Linked DNA regions of Mus musculus: regions 2, 3, 4 and 5 are each linked to region 1. A link is a contact called in public Hi-C and promoter capture Hi-C data. All regions are on one chromosome and are shown on one strand. Each heading gives the region's core, a stretch centred on a gene start, on an enhancer-like site or on the middle of the called end of the contact. The rest is flanking DNA. Distances are from core to core; before and after follow the strand shown. Region 1 holds the start of Aasdhppt (aminoadipate-semialdehyde dehydrogenase-phosphopantetheinyl transferase). Region 2 holds the start of Yap1 (yes-associated protein 1). Region 3 holds the start of Cep126 (centrosomal protein 126). Region 4 holds the start of Tmem123 (transmembrane protein 123). Region 5 holds the start of Birc2 (baculoviral IAP repeat-containing 2).

Evidence for each region. Promoter capture Hi-C pulls out the DNA fragments that hold promoters and counts their contacts. A called contact is a pair of places that touch in the nucleus more often than the background predicts.
Region 2: a contact with region 1 is called in a Hi-C map of pre-B cells, with 5 times the contacts expected there. The contact joins the promoter of Yap1 here to the promoter of Aasdhppt in region 1. A contact is called at or near these places in 3 of 39 promoter capture datasets (cranial neural crest, maxillary cranial neural crest and pre-B cells) and 1 of 484 Hi-C or Micro-C datasets (pre-B cells).
Region 3: a contact with region 1 is called in a promoter capture Hi-C map of pre-B cells. The contact joins the promoter of Cep126 here to the promoter of Aasdhppt in region 1. A contact is called at or near these places in 2 of 39 promoter capture datasets (embryonic stem cells and pre-B cells).
Region 4: a contact with region 1 is called in a promoter capture Hi-C map of pre-B cells. The contact joins the promoter of Tmem123 here to the promoter of Aasdhppt in region 1.
Region 5: a contact with region 1 is called in a promoter capture Hi-C map of the HPC-7 cell line. The contact joins the promoter of Birc2 here to the promoter of Aasdhppt in region 1. A contact is called at or near these places in 4 of 39 promoter capture datasets (the HPC-7 cell line, erythroid cells, pre-B cells and 1 more).

The regions. Positions count from the first base shown.
Region 1 is chr9:4,308,127-4,310,826 of GRCm38.p6, forward strand. Aasdhppt (aminoadipate-semialdehyde dehydrogenase-phosphopantetheinyl transferase) reads right to left here and starts at 1,368. Exons shown (of 6, transcript NM_026276.3): 1 at 1,128-1,368; 2 at 568-793. The coding sequence starts at 1,310. Kbtbd3 (kelch repeat and BTB (POZ) domain containing 3) reads left to right here and starts at 1,617. Exons shown (of 3, transcript NM_001164574.1): 1 at 1,617-1,808.
Region 2 is chr9:8,003,251-8,005,950 of GRCm38.p6, forward strand. Yap1 (yes-associated protein 1) reads right to left here and starts at 1,346. Exons shown (of 9, transcript NM_001171147.1): 1 at 865-1,346. The coding sequence starts at 1,140.
Region 3 is chr9:8,133,161-8,135,860 of GRCm38.p6, forward strand. It overlaps Cep126 (centrosomal protein 126), which reads right to left and starts at 1,286. Exons shown (of 11, transcript NM_001045524.2): 1 at 938-1,286. The coding sequence starts at 1,050.
Region 4 is chr9:7,762,796-7,765,495 of GRCm38.p6, forward strand. It overlaps Tmem123 (transmembrane protein 123), which reads left to right and starts at 1,282. Exons shown (of 5, transcript NM_133739.2): 1 at 1,282-1,517. The coding sequence starts at 1,427.
Region 5 is chr9:7,835,670-7,838,369 of GRCm38.p6, forward strand. It overlaps Birc2 (baculoviral IAP repeat-containing 2), which reads right to left and starts at 1,388. Exons shown (of 8, transcript NM_007465.3): 1 at 1,321-1,388.

The sequences.
Region 1 (2,700 bases), core at 118-2,617:
AAGCTCCTATGAAGCTTCCCCAGAGCTACAAACCCATGTGGACTATTCACAAAAATAAGCCTGACTCCTCTACAGTAGCAGTTACTTTAGAACAAGCCTTCAACAATACCATTAAGTCCTTTCATTGGAGCTGTGCTTCAAAAAGGCTTCTTAAAAATTCATGCTGAAGCTTAATTGCCAATACAAGAGCACTGCAAGGCCATAGCGGGTACCACCTTCATTAATAAACTTATTATCCCAGTCCTCAAGGGTTTCCTTGAACTCAGAACAATGAGCTTAAAGAAGCTCATCTTTGTAATTCAGCCTCGCTTATTTTGTAACAAGAAAAAAACAAAAATACTTAGAAAAATGATGATACCTAAAGAAAATGTAGCTAACAATTTAAAGGGGTTAAAAGGTACAGTAATATAGAATCTACTGTCTCTATAGATAAAAGTTAAAGGAAATGCATCCTTTTTGGTTAAATGTTTTATCAGTAAATTAAGTACTGCCAGTAAACTTACAACTGCCTAATAGTTAAGATCTGAGACATAAAACACTTAATATGTCATAAAAGTGAACCATCACCTGGAAAACTAGTCTTCATGATATCAATGCCAACCTGTACCTCAGGTTCTGCAGCAAGAACTGCATAGTCCCCTTGGTGAGAGATGTTAAAGTTGAAATTGGGATATGGATTCAACGAGTCTTTCGCAAGAACCGGCTTTCCCTTTGAAGTTCTCTGCAGACGGATATGATCCCAAGGGATATTCAATTTCTCTGCAACTAATTTCCTTATCATCAAACGACCAGCCTGTTCAGACATAAAACACACGGTGTGTATTGCTATCTACTAATCGCATAAGTACACTGCTTAGAAAGTATATTTATGGCTTCTAAGTTTCAAAGTATAAACACATTCATTAGTAAACAGACGATTACTCCATAGGCCCCGCCTCCAATTTTAGGGTAAGGGTCTCCACAGGCAACCTCACAAGGGAAGACTAGATGTGAGTGACCCAGGCCTCCGGGATACGAAGGCTGAAGACGGTCGCACGCACTCCGGAGGCTCCGAGACCGCAACGCCACGAGCGCACGTGGGAGTCCGCAGCCCGGCCCGCCTCCCAAAAGTCGCAGGCCTCAAGTACCAAGGCTGCCTTGGCGTCGCGGGCAAACACGAACTTGCCGATGCGCTCCTTCTCCTCCGGCTGGATAGACCGCATCGCCAGAAGCCATTCGGCTCGACTTGGCAGCCAGGTACCGCAGGAGAATGCCCAACGAACGCCCTCCATGGATGGCACCACGCACAGCCTCTTAGCGGGGAACACCATACGACCGGCTCGGTCCGCTGATCCTCAAGCCAGGTAGAGCAGACGCTGACGTAGCCACGCCCCGTCGCTCCGGAGTCTGCGCAAAGGGGCAGCACCTCGCAACAGACGTTACCAGGCTCCACCCCTTTTCAGGCGTCTGTGCGAAGTAGCTGGACGCCCGGCTTAGAAGTTTCACAGACCCCCCCACCCCCACCTTTAGTTCAGGGTTGAGCGTGGGGGCGTGGCCTGACGCAGCTTCGCCCCCAACCTGTACGTCTCCTACGGAAGCCGGCAGGGCGGTTTGGGGCGGAGATTCAGAGTCAACCCAGAGCTCTGCGGCACGGCGTGACGTCTTGTGAGCTTAGCTCGCTCTCCTCGGAAAGGGCGGGACCAGAGTTTCTCAGAACCGTTTTAGCTGCTCACTCTGGAGAAAGAGCTAACGAGACAGTCGCACAAGCCAATCGCAGCCGGAGTTTACAGGCTGGGCCTGGGTGGAGACTTCACCGACTGCAGTTGCAGGTGGGTGAGCTGTGCGGTTTGAGGGAGGAGTGGGCTTGGACCGGCTTGGACCGGCTTGAATCTGGCTGTTGGAGGCAAGGCTCCTACTACTCTCGGTTGTGGTGCATCTCGTGAGCGCTCCGGAAAGGAAAGGTCCGCAGCGAGGAGCCTTCTGCACAGGGAGTTCTATATGGCAGCCGGCAGGGAGGTGACCCTTCCCTTCGTTTGCCAATGGGCCCTCCGCAGACCTCCCTGTCTACCCCGGGCCAACCGAGAACAGAATCGGTGGTGCAAGCCCTCTAAGCTTTGCTGTGCCCCTCAAGGGTTCTGCGCACCTTGATGCCTCATGCTGTTCTTCCTGCCGTCACACCAGTGCATTTCTGTTTCCTTGGTTGCTTGTGTAGATGGATGTCGGTGCTCTTCTGTGAACATCCATTTGAACAAAGTCGAGGACGAGTTAGGGTCCATGGAAAAGTTGGTCTCTGCAGATGAATGTGGATTTCGTGGATGATGGTAGATAGGTGTCATGCTGATTCAACCTTTCTAAGGTGGCCAGAAAGTATCTGGGAAAGCTAGCAATAATCTAATCTACACAACCACTGTCCATTAGTTCTGTATTCCTAGAGATGGGTATAGTCTGATCTGTACTTATTCCCATTAACATTTTTTGTGATATTACACACCCCTCGAGTCTTCTGCAGCTACATGGCAGTTTGAGTCACTCACACACAGACATTGCTATCTTGATATAACCCCTTATCTGTTAAAAGAGTGAGTGAGGTGCTATTTAAGATGTGAATATTGCAAAGACCTCATAATGTGACAAGGTATCTGAAGCACACAGAAAAAGCTACAGTAAGCAATGTGGGGATGAATAAAGACAGCAAGCACTAATACCCTTATCAGTAATTAT
Region 2 (2,700 bases), core at 96-2,595, 3.7 Mb after region 1:
AAAGCGGGGGGAGCGACACTAAAGAAATCTACCAGGACCTATCGGAATGTTAATACTTTGAAACGGTTTCACTTCTGTGCTGGATCCAGTTGGGAAAATAACCAGGCGTCGTGGATACGGATAAGCAGCCATGTTCACATCCGCAGTCAGTTAAAGAGCAATGGCGAGCTTGGAATTAGTCATTGCTTCCCAAACATTACCTTTAATCACAGTTGAGCCGGGCAGAACTCGGCCTATGAGTCAACCTGCAACGCGCTATCAAAGGCCGGCGCAGAAACCTCTGCACCGTGAGCGCAGCCGAGCTCCTGCGCAACACACAGACGTGGCTCATTTAAAAGCTTTCGGGCCGAACAGTAAATAATAGGTTACGATTTAGGAAAAGGACACGTGAGCCCACCGAGTGTGAAAGGATCCCGCCCGCGCGAGTTCCAGGGCACGGCGGAGGCGAGTGGGGGGTCGAGGGAGCTTCGCTCGGGCTGGGGAGCCCGAACCCTGCATCCGGAGAGCGCCTGGGCCGCGAGAACAGAAAAGCTTTCGGGAGAGGGAGGGGGAGGGGACCGGGAGAAGGAACCAGAAACTCAATGGACCAGTTCAACCCCCACCCCTCACCGGCACGCGAAAACAAGAGGGCAGTTAACACAGCTCCACCGGAGACTGCAGTGGCGCGGGAAGGGGAGATCGGGTACCCCCGGCTGGGGTCCCGCACAAGACGCCGGCCCCCTCCCCCTCCTCCCCTCCCCCTCGTCAGAGCGAAGGTGCGGAGCGGAGGCGCGCGCATTGTGCACCCCCCCTGCGGCCAACTCCGCGAAAACAACCCCCAGCACCGCACCCCCACGCGGCCCCGCGCCCCCGGGATACCCTTACCTGTCGCGAGTGGGACTTGGGCTCAGGCGGCTTGAAGAAGGAGTCGGGCAGCTTGCGAAGCCGCATGGGCACGGTCTGAGGCACGTTGGCCGTCTTGGGGTTCATGACGGCATTGAAGAGCGCCTCCAAGTCGGTCTCCGAGTCCCCGCGGACGTGCACGACCTGGTGGCCGGCCGGGGGTGCGGGCGGGGCCGCGGGGGTCCCGGCCGGAGACACGGACGGCGGCGCGGGGCCTTGCGGGGCCGGCTGGGGCGGCGGCTGTTGCGCGGGCTCCATGGCTGCGGCCTCGTTCGACGCTCGGGGCACTGCGCTCAGGTTCGGGGGGCTGCGACGCGCGCCCGCATCGCCCTGCACTCCTTGCCCGAGGCCGCCTCCCCTCTCCTCCCCTCCCCTCCGCGAGCTCCTTCCTTCCTCCCTTTCTTTGCCCCCGGCCGCGGCGGCGTCCCAACTGAGACAGAAACTTTGGCTCCAGACGCCCAAACTAAAAAGTTGCGAGGAGCGCCCGCCCGCGCGCCTCGCGGGCTCCGCCTCCTCGACGCTCTTCCTTCCTCTGCGCGCCCGCCCGCACCGAATCCGCGGCCCGCGGCCCCCGGGGAAACTTTCCCTGCGCGTCGCTACATTCCTGCAGACTCCCGGCCGCACGTGACCCGGGGGCGACCGCGCTGCGTGCGCACCCACCGGCCGGCCCCGAGCCGCTCGGCTGCGGGCGCAGATCCTGCCGGACCCGCGCGCAACGCCAAGGCCGCGAGGAATCGGGACAACCGGCTTGGTAGGGTGGATGCAAAGGCCACACTGTTCACCCGCACTAAGGTTAATCCGGTCCGCGTTTTAACATTGATTCCATTTACCACCAAGTTTGAAGAAGAAACAACAAAACACTTGAGGGCGGGTGCAAATGATTTCAAAGTGAAGCTTGGAAACCAGGAGTTGCACTGGGAGTACCTTACAAAAGGAAACAGTATTACTTTTTAAATTTTGTTTTAAACAGGCTTTACTCTGTAGTCAAGGATATCCTCCAACTCTTTGTGCCACAGCTTCCACAGACAGCTAGGATTCCAAGCCAGGGCCTCTGCTAGCCCGGTTTTTGTAGGTTCATAGGTTCGTCCTTTTTCTTTTCTTTTTTCTTTTTTTTCTTTTCTTTCTTCCTTCCTTCCGCTCCCCCTTTCTCCCTCTCCTTCCTTTTTCTTCCTTTTTGTGTTTCTAATTATGTACAAGTGAGCACAGGTGAAGGTCAGAGGACCATTTGTGGGATCTGTTTTCTTCTTGGTTGTGGGTCCCAGAAATCGAGCTCAGGTACCCTGAACCATCCATCTCATGTTGACTACCCTATTTTGCTGTTTTGAGTCAGGTTCCTATGTAGCTAAGGCTTTCCTCCAATTCACTACATAACTGAGGCTAGCTTAAAATTTCTGCTCCCCCTACCTCAGCCTATAAAGGGCTCAAATAACAAATGTGGGGCACCTTGCTCAGCAAACTTTTTTTTTTTTTAAGTGAAAAGTCAATTTTTTAACACCAAAACTTGACATTTCTTTGGGAACTTCAACTCAAAACATAAGTCACTGTTTAACCTCATGGAGCATTGTGGGTTTTCCTCTTGTGTTTAGTACAAGGGTAAACAATGCAGGGTAGACTAAGAAATGAACCTCAATGGAGATTACCTTAGCCCCTGATTCTCTGTGTGTCAGTCTTTTATCTATCAGGAGCCTATCTGGAATCACTCCAAAAATGATAAAAATCTGTTCGTGTTTTTTAAGTTAATTATTTTGTATTGGGTGTTTTGCCTGAGTTTATGTCTTTGCCTTGGTTCCACAGAGGTCCAAAAGATGGTATTAGATT
Region 3 (2,700 bases), core at 36-2,535, 3.8 Mb after region 1:
ACTCAGAATGACCCAGGGATGGAAGACAAGTTCCTGAGGAGAGAGTATTTGGGCATTAACGGAGCCCTAACGTACCTGCATTCTTAGAGCCCAGAGGAGGGTCAGCCGAAGAGGAGACCCTTGATGAAAACTCATGATTTGCTGTTAAAACTGTTAAGAGCATATCCTAGCAGAAGGTGGGACCTAGGGCTGAGGAAGTGGAGGGAGGCTGGTAGTGGTGGAAGGGACTCCATTTCCTGAGAAAAACATGAGCAAACATCATCACCACCAGCCAGTCTTCTGAGACTATGAAGGGTAAATTCTAATTATCATAATGTTCTCTGGAAGAATAAACCCGCTTTATGTACTTAAAAAACAAAGCGTATTGACATTTCCACAATGTTTATGTTACCAATAGTAACATCAAATTGAAATTCAACGATTTCTCATGGAAAATCAGAAATAATCCAGATTGTCAAGATTCGTGCCCCCTGCTTTTCCTTTCGTCTGTGTGACAACAGAGTGGACAGAGATGGGATACAAAATGATCAGAACGAACTAGGGTTCTCCAGCTCTGGGAAGGGTGTGCGGCTAACAAGTAAAACGGAACAGCCCACGATTTTAGCCTCGGGCAATTTCTCTTTCTAAGGAGCAGGACTAAGACGTCTCTGTAAGTAAAGGGTGTAACGCTGTAATTCAAAAAGGCGAATCTTCGCCCGTCCAATACAGGACCGATGCATTTAAAAATCCACAAAAATCTGACAGCCAAGTCGAAGTGCGGGGGTGGGAAGGAGGGGGAAGAGGTCACAAAGTAGGAGACAAAAGTGTAACTTCAGGTCGGGGTGGGGTGGGGTGGGGTGGGGTGAGAACTGCTAAAGCAAATATCCGCACTGAAAATGACTTGCCAGTTTCCATGCCCTTGCCTGCGTGCTCCAGGGGGAGGGCGTGGAAAGGATACAGGTAAGCGCCGGGTCGCGGCCGACCGCCGCCGTCACGGGCGCCCGGCGCGTCTGGGGGTCCGGCGCCCACGCCTGCGCCTGCGCTCTGGGCTCCGGGCCTGCCCGCCAGCATCCTTCACCTCAGCGCCGTCCGCATGGCCGCTCGGCCTCCCTCGTCCTCTCCTCGGCGCTCCGGGCAGTGCGTCTCCCAGGTCTCGCGTCACGGGCGTCGCAGGCTCGGCTGCGGCAATCCTGGCTTCGCAGCGGCCCCGGCGACAGTGGCGACGGCAGCGGCGAGGGCGGCGACCTCGCAGGGCGACGGCGGAGGTGGCGGCCGCGACCCCGCCGCAGCCATCTTGACAACCAACCGACGCCGCGTCCTTCGCGACGGAAACTAGGCGGAACGCGGGGCGGGGCTGCGAGGGGGAAGCGGCCAATGAGGGGCCGGCTCGCTCAAAGGGGCGGCCGAGGCGAGCTGAGGTAAACTGCGGCGAGCCGAGGTTAAACCAAGTTAAATGGAAGCAAGCTAAGGAAAGCAAGCTAAGTACACTGAAGCACACCGAGGTGAGACAAAGTAAGCCAAGGTAAACTGAGGTAAACAGAAGTTGAAATAAACGGAGGCAAGCGGAATTAAACGGGTATGCTGAGATGAGATGAGGTAAACTGAGGCAAGCTGCGCTTAAACTTAATTAAGCAGAGGGAAGCTGAGGTAAACTGAGGTACACCGCGGTGTGATGAGATAACTTGAGGTGAGCTGAGGTTTAACTGAATTACTCAATCAAGCTTAAGCAAACTGAGATTACACCTAATTAAGCAGAGAGAAATTGACACAAGTGGAGGTACACTGAGGTAAGATGATGCAAGCTGAGGTTAAAGCGAGTTACCATTTACGAAGGTAAAATGAGGTAAGCTGAGTTATACTGACTTAACTAAAGTAAACTGAGGTGAATTGAGGTTAAACTGAGATGAAGTAAACTGAGGCAAGTTAGGGCAAGTTGAGTTGGGCAGATGACTCGCAGTTGTGAGAGAGCATAGCTGAACTGTACTTTAGAGCTTGATTCGGCTCTTCCCTTTTCTGAGTGTTTTCTTGAGAGTATTAACAGATGAAAGACAGTGAATGGAAAATTCCTAGATACGGGCAAATATTACAGACAGCCTGGAAATGATTATTTGGGGCATAATTTGTTAGGTATGGAATCCTGTGGTGAACTTTTAGATGGTGAGACCTTTCCCATTATCACTCTTTTCAAAACTACTTTCCCTTGTAGAGGTGAAAGGAAGAGGAGGAGGAAGAGGAAGAGGAGGGAGAAGAGGAGAAAAAGAAAGATAAAAAAGCTTTGCAAAGTGGAAATTTTCTTTCCTCACTTGCTCTCATCCATTTCTTGATACTTAGGTCATTTTCTCTCTGCTGTCCCACTTCAAAAGATCGTTATGGTCCTTGATTGGCTGCCAGAATCTGCAAATGGACCATCACAGCAAAAATGGCCTGAAAAGAAGTCCAGATTTAGCTTAATAATCTCCTGGGAAGGTATGCCAAAAGAGATCTGTGTATTGAAATGGCTTCTGTATAGAAAATTAAACAGTTTTGAGCCACTAGGTTAATGGCTATATAAATGAAAATCTGGACCAAAACTGGGCCTTTTTGTTGGAGCCCAGTGTAAAATCACAAAATTTGACTGGATGTTAGATTTACATTTTATTTTTGTGTATAAAAATTTCCAAATTGCTAGCAGAATGTACAAACCAAATAAAGATCACTCACCCACCATTCAACTTTGTGAAC
Region 4 (2,700 bases), core at 32-2,531, 3.5 Mb after region 1:
GGAAGTCAAAGGTAATGCCAGCAACTGACCTGGTGTCTGTTGAAGGCCCCTGGTCTCAGGCCACTTTCATGAGGCACTTATTTCACTGTTGAGATCCCTGTTCTTCTAGCTCAGTCGCTTCTCCAATACCCCGCCTCTTTAAATCACCACACTGAGCACTGGGTTCCAAAAACTGGAGTCAGGGCAAGCATTCATTCTGAATACAGAATGATCCTTCCTAGTCCATGCCTGGAAGCACTTGGCTAGATTCTTCAGAAATAGAACCATCAAATCCTAAACACACAGCTGTTTTTTAAAGCCCGTGGTAGATGCTGGTATTTTCAGGTTGGCTGGTTGCAGTTTCATATGTCTTGTAAATGTAGAGAAAACGGGCCTAATTAATCCATGATCATCACACATCTATAACAAAGAAGCTTTGTGGAAGTCGAAAAGTATTTTTCATAACAAAGTTTTAGGCTTATCTTTGAAATGCCCTGGATCAGGTGTTAGAGAGCTGCAATACCCTGTGGAAGCTGTGTCCATCTTCCACGTTAGTTGAGTGATGTGTACTAGACACATAATTTTAGAATTCTGAGTGGAATCAAAATGCAGCATTGGCCCTAGGGCTTACGAGGGATTTTGCCAAAAAACTAGACTACAACAGGCTGTTTTTGAGTCGGGACAGCGAACTCTAGAAGACAGGGATCTAGGTTATAGGTGCTAAGTTTCCAACTGGTCTGCAAACTGCACCGCCCACTCTACATGTTTTTCCAGTTGTAGAAAAAAGGAGGCACAAGTGGAGTACCAAGATCATGACGGTTACTTTGAAACTTTTTTGAGTCTGACTTTCCTTCACTCCTCTGAGAGGCTGCAATCATCCAGTCTGTGACTCCCTCTCTTACTCCGCGCCGCAACCATGCCAATCCCACCCGAAAACTTCTAAATAAAGCCTGTCTTCAGGAAGTCCTGGTAGACGACTACCCCTTGAAAGTCAGAGATAGAGCCACAGCTGTCGTAGCACTTAGTCCGGACCACGCCACTCCCAAAACCACGACCTCATCCGCCTCCGAGAGCCCCGCCTCTTATCCGCTCCTCAGTACTGTTCAGAGAGCCACGCCCCTCCCGTCTGAGGCCTGTCCCCCTTGCCCCGCCTCTGTAAGCCACGCCCTCTCCCGGCTCTCCTCTTTTCTCAGAGCCACTCCCTCTCTTGGCCCTGCAGCTCTTCCCCGCCCTGCCTCCTGTGGGCCACGCCCCTCCTGACTTTGCCGACCACGCCCTGGCCCCGCCCCAGGCCGCCTGGCCTATCCCTATTTGGTCACTGGGGGGACTGGCGGCGGCGTCTGCAGGGGAGCGGTAAGGGCGGAAGGGGACGCGGAGCGGTCGCGTGCGCGGAGAGCAGCTCTGGGCGCCGGGCGGTTGCTGCGGGCGCTCAGGGGCCCTGGGAACAATGGCGCTGTGCGCGCGGGCCGCGCTGCTGCTGGGCGTGCTGCAGGTGCTGGCGCTGCTAGGGGCGGCGCAGGACCCGACCGACGCTCAGGGTAAGTTGGCAGGCGCAGAGGAAGCGCACTGCGGCGGCCTGCCTCTCCATGTTCGGCGTCCGCGTGGAAAGTTCCACGCGTCCACGGTAGACTCCCACCCCAACCTCATTTCCCTCTTCGCCCGCGGGCCACCTGCGGAGCGAGACTCCGTCTCTCCCCTGCTTGGGGACGGCAAGCCGGCGTGGTGTGCAGAACTTGCTGAGTTTCCCTGGGATGGCCCTTCAGCCGAAGACTCAAGTTGGTCCTCTTCACTGTAGTTCTGTGGCTGGTAGCAAGACCTGTAGATTGAAATTTGTTCGCTAACTGCCGCAAAAACAGGTCTGATTGTCTACCCACACAGCTTCCTGCTGAAGGTACTCCCAGAATTCAAGTTGGATTCCAGGGCCAGTTCGGCTGAGTGGGAACCTTGGGTGTACGCGCCTTGTTCCCCTGCGCAGATGAGGCTTGTGCTCGGACTGTAGTCACTACTGCTGCATACGCAGCAGCCTTGAGGTCCCTGTGGTCCAGAGCCTACGACGTCATCATTAAGGTCATAACAAGATGATGTTGACAGCCTTCTGTGTTGGGGATTTTGTTTCTCTTCGAAACCTTGACGTTTTGAACACTTTGAGAAGAACTCTGAGTTTGTGAAAATTCTATTGTCCCTTGTCATCTACTAGAGTCCAGTCGCTAGGGAAATAGTAAACTAGGATAAGAAACTTTAAATGACCAAAGTCTTTGTGATTTTCAGCTCAGTCATCTGTTGTGTTTTTCAGTCTCATCTATGAAGGGATAACCAGTGAGTTTACTTAAGCAGATGATTTAGGCCCAACACCTGCTTTGGCTGGAATAATCTGGGTGAATTAAACAACCCTATTTCTGTTGTGCTGAATTTCACTGTGTTTTGTAGAGTCAGGATCTCTTGTATCCATGAAGCCCTAACTGGCTTTGAACTCCCTATGTGGCTGAAGATAACCTTGAACTTCTGATATGCCTAACTCTACTTCGGGGATTACAGGGCTTCTTCACTTCGATTGGTTATGTTTTATGTTTGCTCTTTTGACTTGTACCAGTGACAAACTGGAATTGCAGGACTACTTCTGAGATCAGTTAAGGAAAGAATGTTGAGACTCTGTCTTAGAGCAAATATTAGACTGCTTATGGGAGGAGGCCTTTATCCTACCCAGCTGCTTGCCTTGTGTGT
Region 5 (2,700 bases), core at 138-2,637, 3.5 Mb after region 1:
AGTTTGTTCCTTTTATATATTATTTATTTACTATTAGAAAAAAATGTACTATACTTCATGAACTTTTTTTTTTTTTAAGGGACAGGGTCTTATTCTGTAGACTAGGCTGGCTAGAAAGTCAATATAACCCAAGCTGGTTTTAAAACTTTTTGGAATTCTCTTGCTTCAGCCTTCCAAGTGCTAGGACCACACTACCACCAGGCTCTTTTCGTTTTCTGATTTAAAGATATTTTGATATGCACTTCACTGGAGACAAAAGGCACCATAAATAGTGGAAAGGTAGTCTGTAAGGCTACTGATATAGCTCCATGTTAGAGCACTTGCCTTGCAGGTAAAGAACCCTAAGTTTAATCACAAGAAAAAAATTATATATACTTTTATATTCTATTAAAACATTTAATTGAAATATATAATACAGATATAAGTACATATAAAATATATTTATACACATAAACATATGTTAAGTTATAATACAATATAAAATAAATAATATATACGATATTTTCTATTATATTAAAATATAAATATTTCCTGAGGATTCCCGAGGTATACTTGCAATTTTAATCTCAACACTTGGAAGACAGATGCGGAATGAAACGCTCCTGCCGGACAGAACATTTGAACTAGCCAGGGCTAAATTAGCCAAGATAAAGGCACCGGGAAGAGCTCATAAACGGAATCCGTGAAGGACAACCATTCCCTAACCACCACAGGTAACATCTCAAAACCAAAAAAGTACAAGTGCCGGTAAAGCAGTGGCCTGAACAAAGCTACCACTACCCGTGTGGCCTAACTACACTAGCTGTTACAACGCCAGCAAGCACCCAACCGACACGGCTCTACGCCCACTGCAGGGGGGCGACACGTAGCTTGGAGAGACAAGAATGGAGAACACCTTTCCCAGTTAAACCAAACCTCTCACACGACTACTGGGGACAAGTAGTAACTGATGTGACAACCGTCATCCCCCTGCCGCACAACTTAGTTTAAAGGCATTAAATGCCGCGGGCTTAAAGCTTAAAAACCTGCAGAAAATCTGAAGAGACAGCCGAGGTGCTGCACACCAGTAATCCCAGCACCTAGAACGATTGGAGGCAGGAGGATTGCCGCAAATTCGAGACTAGCCTGGGTTGACTGAAAAAATAAACCGAAAGGAAAAGAAAGCAAAACTGTTATACAAGTCCAAGCCCAAGGACTTAGGCAGGGAGCGGGGGTCGGGCGGCCCTGAGAACTGCCTTCCGGGCCGAAGGAGGAGTCAGCTAGCCCGCCCAGCCGTCGAGAGCCACGCTCGCCCGTCCTGACGAAGGCAGCCGCACTCACCACCGAGTCAGGCCCCCGGCGCCCTGGAAGCAGAGGCGCCTGATTGTTGATCCGCAGCCTTCCCAAAAGCCCCTGCGGCCAGCGGGCCGTTGAGGTGACGTCAGCAGACGCGCACCGCAAGTTGGAACGCGTGGAGGACGGGGTGGGGCTGTGGGCCAGTCGCGCGCGCCTGCGCCTGCGCTCGCGCCTGCGTGCTCGGGCTTTGGAAGCTAAACGTTCGGGCCGCTGGGACTCGGACGAATAAGGCTAGGCTTTCCCGAGCGTCCGTCCTTGCCCCACTGCCTCCGCTGGGCGTTCCGGACTTTGATGCCATGTGTTTTAACCTGCAGTGCACCTTTAATGGCGGCAGCCCTGAGCCGCGCCTCCTAGCTCCCTGTATTTTCCGGCCTCACCCTGCAAGGGTCCTAGACAGGCACTAAGGCAAACGTGGCGTCATAGGTAAGGCGGCTCAGGCTCGTGAGCTGGCCTCGAAACGCCTGAGTAAAGCGGAATGCACGCGTGTGCGTGTACATTAAATATAATTTGGTTTTTTTGTAAGATGGGCTTTAACATTTTTGACAAGTGGGCTCCTCTGGCAGGCCGGCATGGTGGCGCTCACCTCGAATCCTAGAAATTCAAACCCAGTTGGGGCGAGGAGGTAGTTATGCATTTTTAAATTATTATTTTTTTTAAAAAGTGCTCTTGCAGGCGACCCAAATTAAGCGCATCAGGCCATAAATTTAAAAAGTAAGGAAAAGGCTGCGGACTAGTTTGGAGGAAGGCATTGAAGGGTTAACAGTATAATGGGAGAGAGTATGATTAAAGCGCACTATATATCTGTGATGAGATTGTAGAAGAATACGTTTAAAACTGGAAAAATAACCCTGACTTCATTGTTCACTAGCAGTCTGTCTCCCCACCCCCCACCCTCTGCTGCCTTTCCCGTACCGAAAGTGCTGCAAAATCATTAGCATTCAGGGTAGGACTTTCTGATGTCCCCACCCCCACCCCCGCGGCCCTGTTTGGCTTGGATGATTTGTTATGGTTAGTTTTGCAGTTTTTTTATTTGTTTGTTTAAGAAAGGATTTTATTGTAGGGCCCAGACTAGCCGAGGATTTAGCATCCTACCTCAGCCTCCAGTGTGCTGATTAGAAATGTAGGCTACTACCAGTGAGGTTTCTACAGTTTAATTTACTTTAGACTTGAAGGTCTTAACGAATGAATCAGATCTTCTCTCCGGGGGAATTCCATGTTAAATGGGCAAATATTTTAAAAACTTAGAAGTAAAACAGACCGCTAAATTAGGCTGCCAGGGGAATTCCGGGACCCTGAACCGTTTCCCATTTTCTTTCCCGTCATTTCTGCTGCAAGTCGGTCAGTCACAGAACAGGCAGTCTTCTG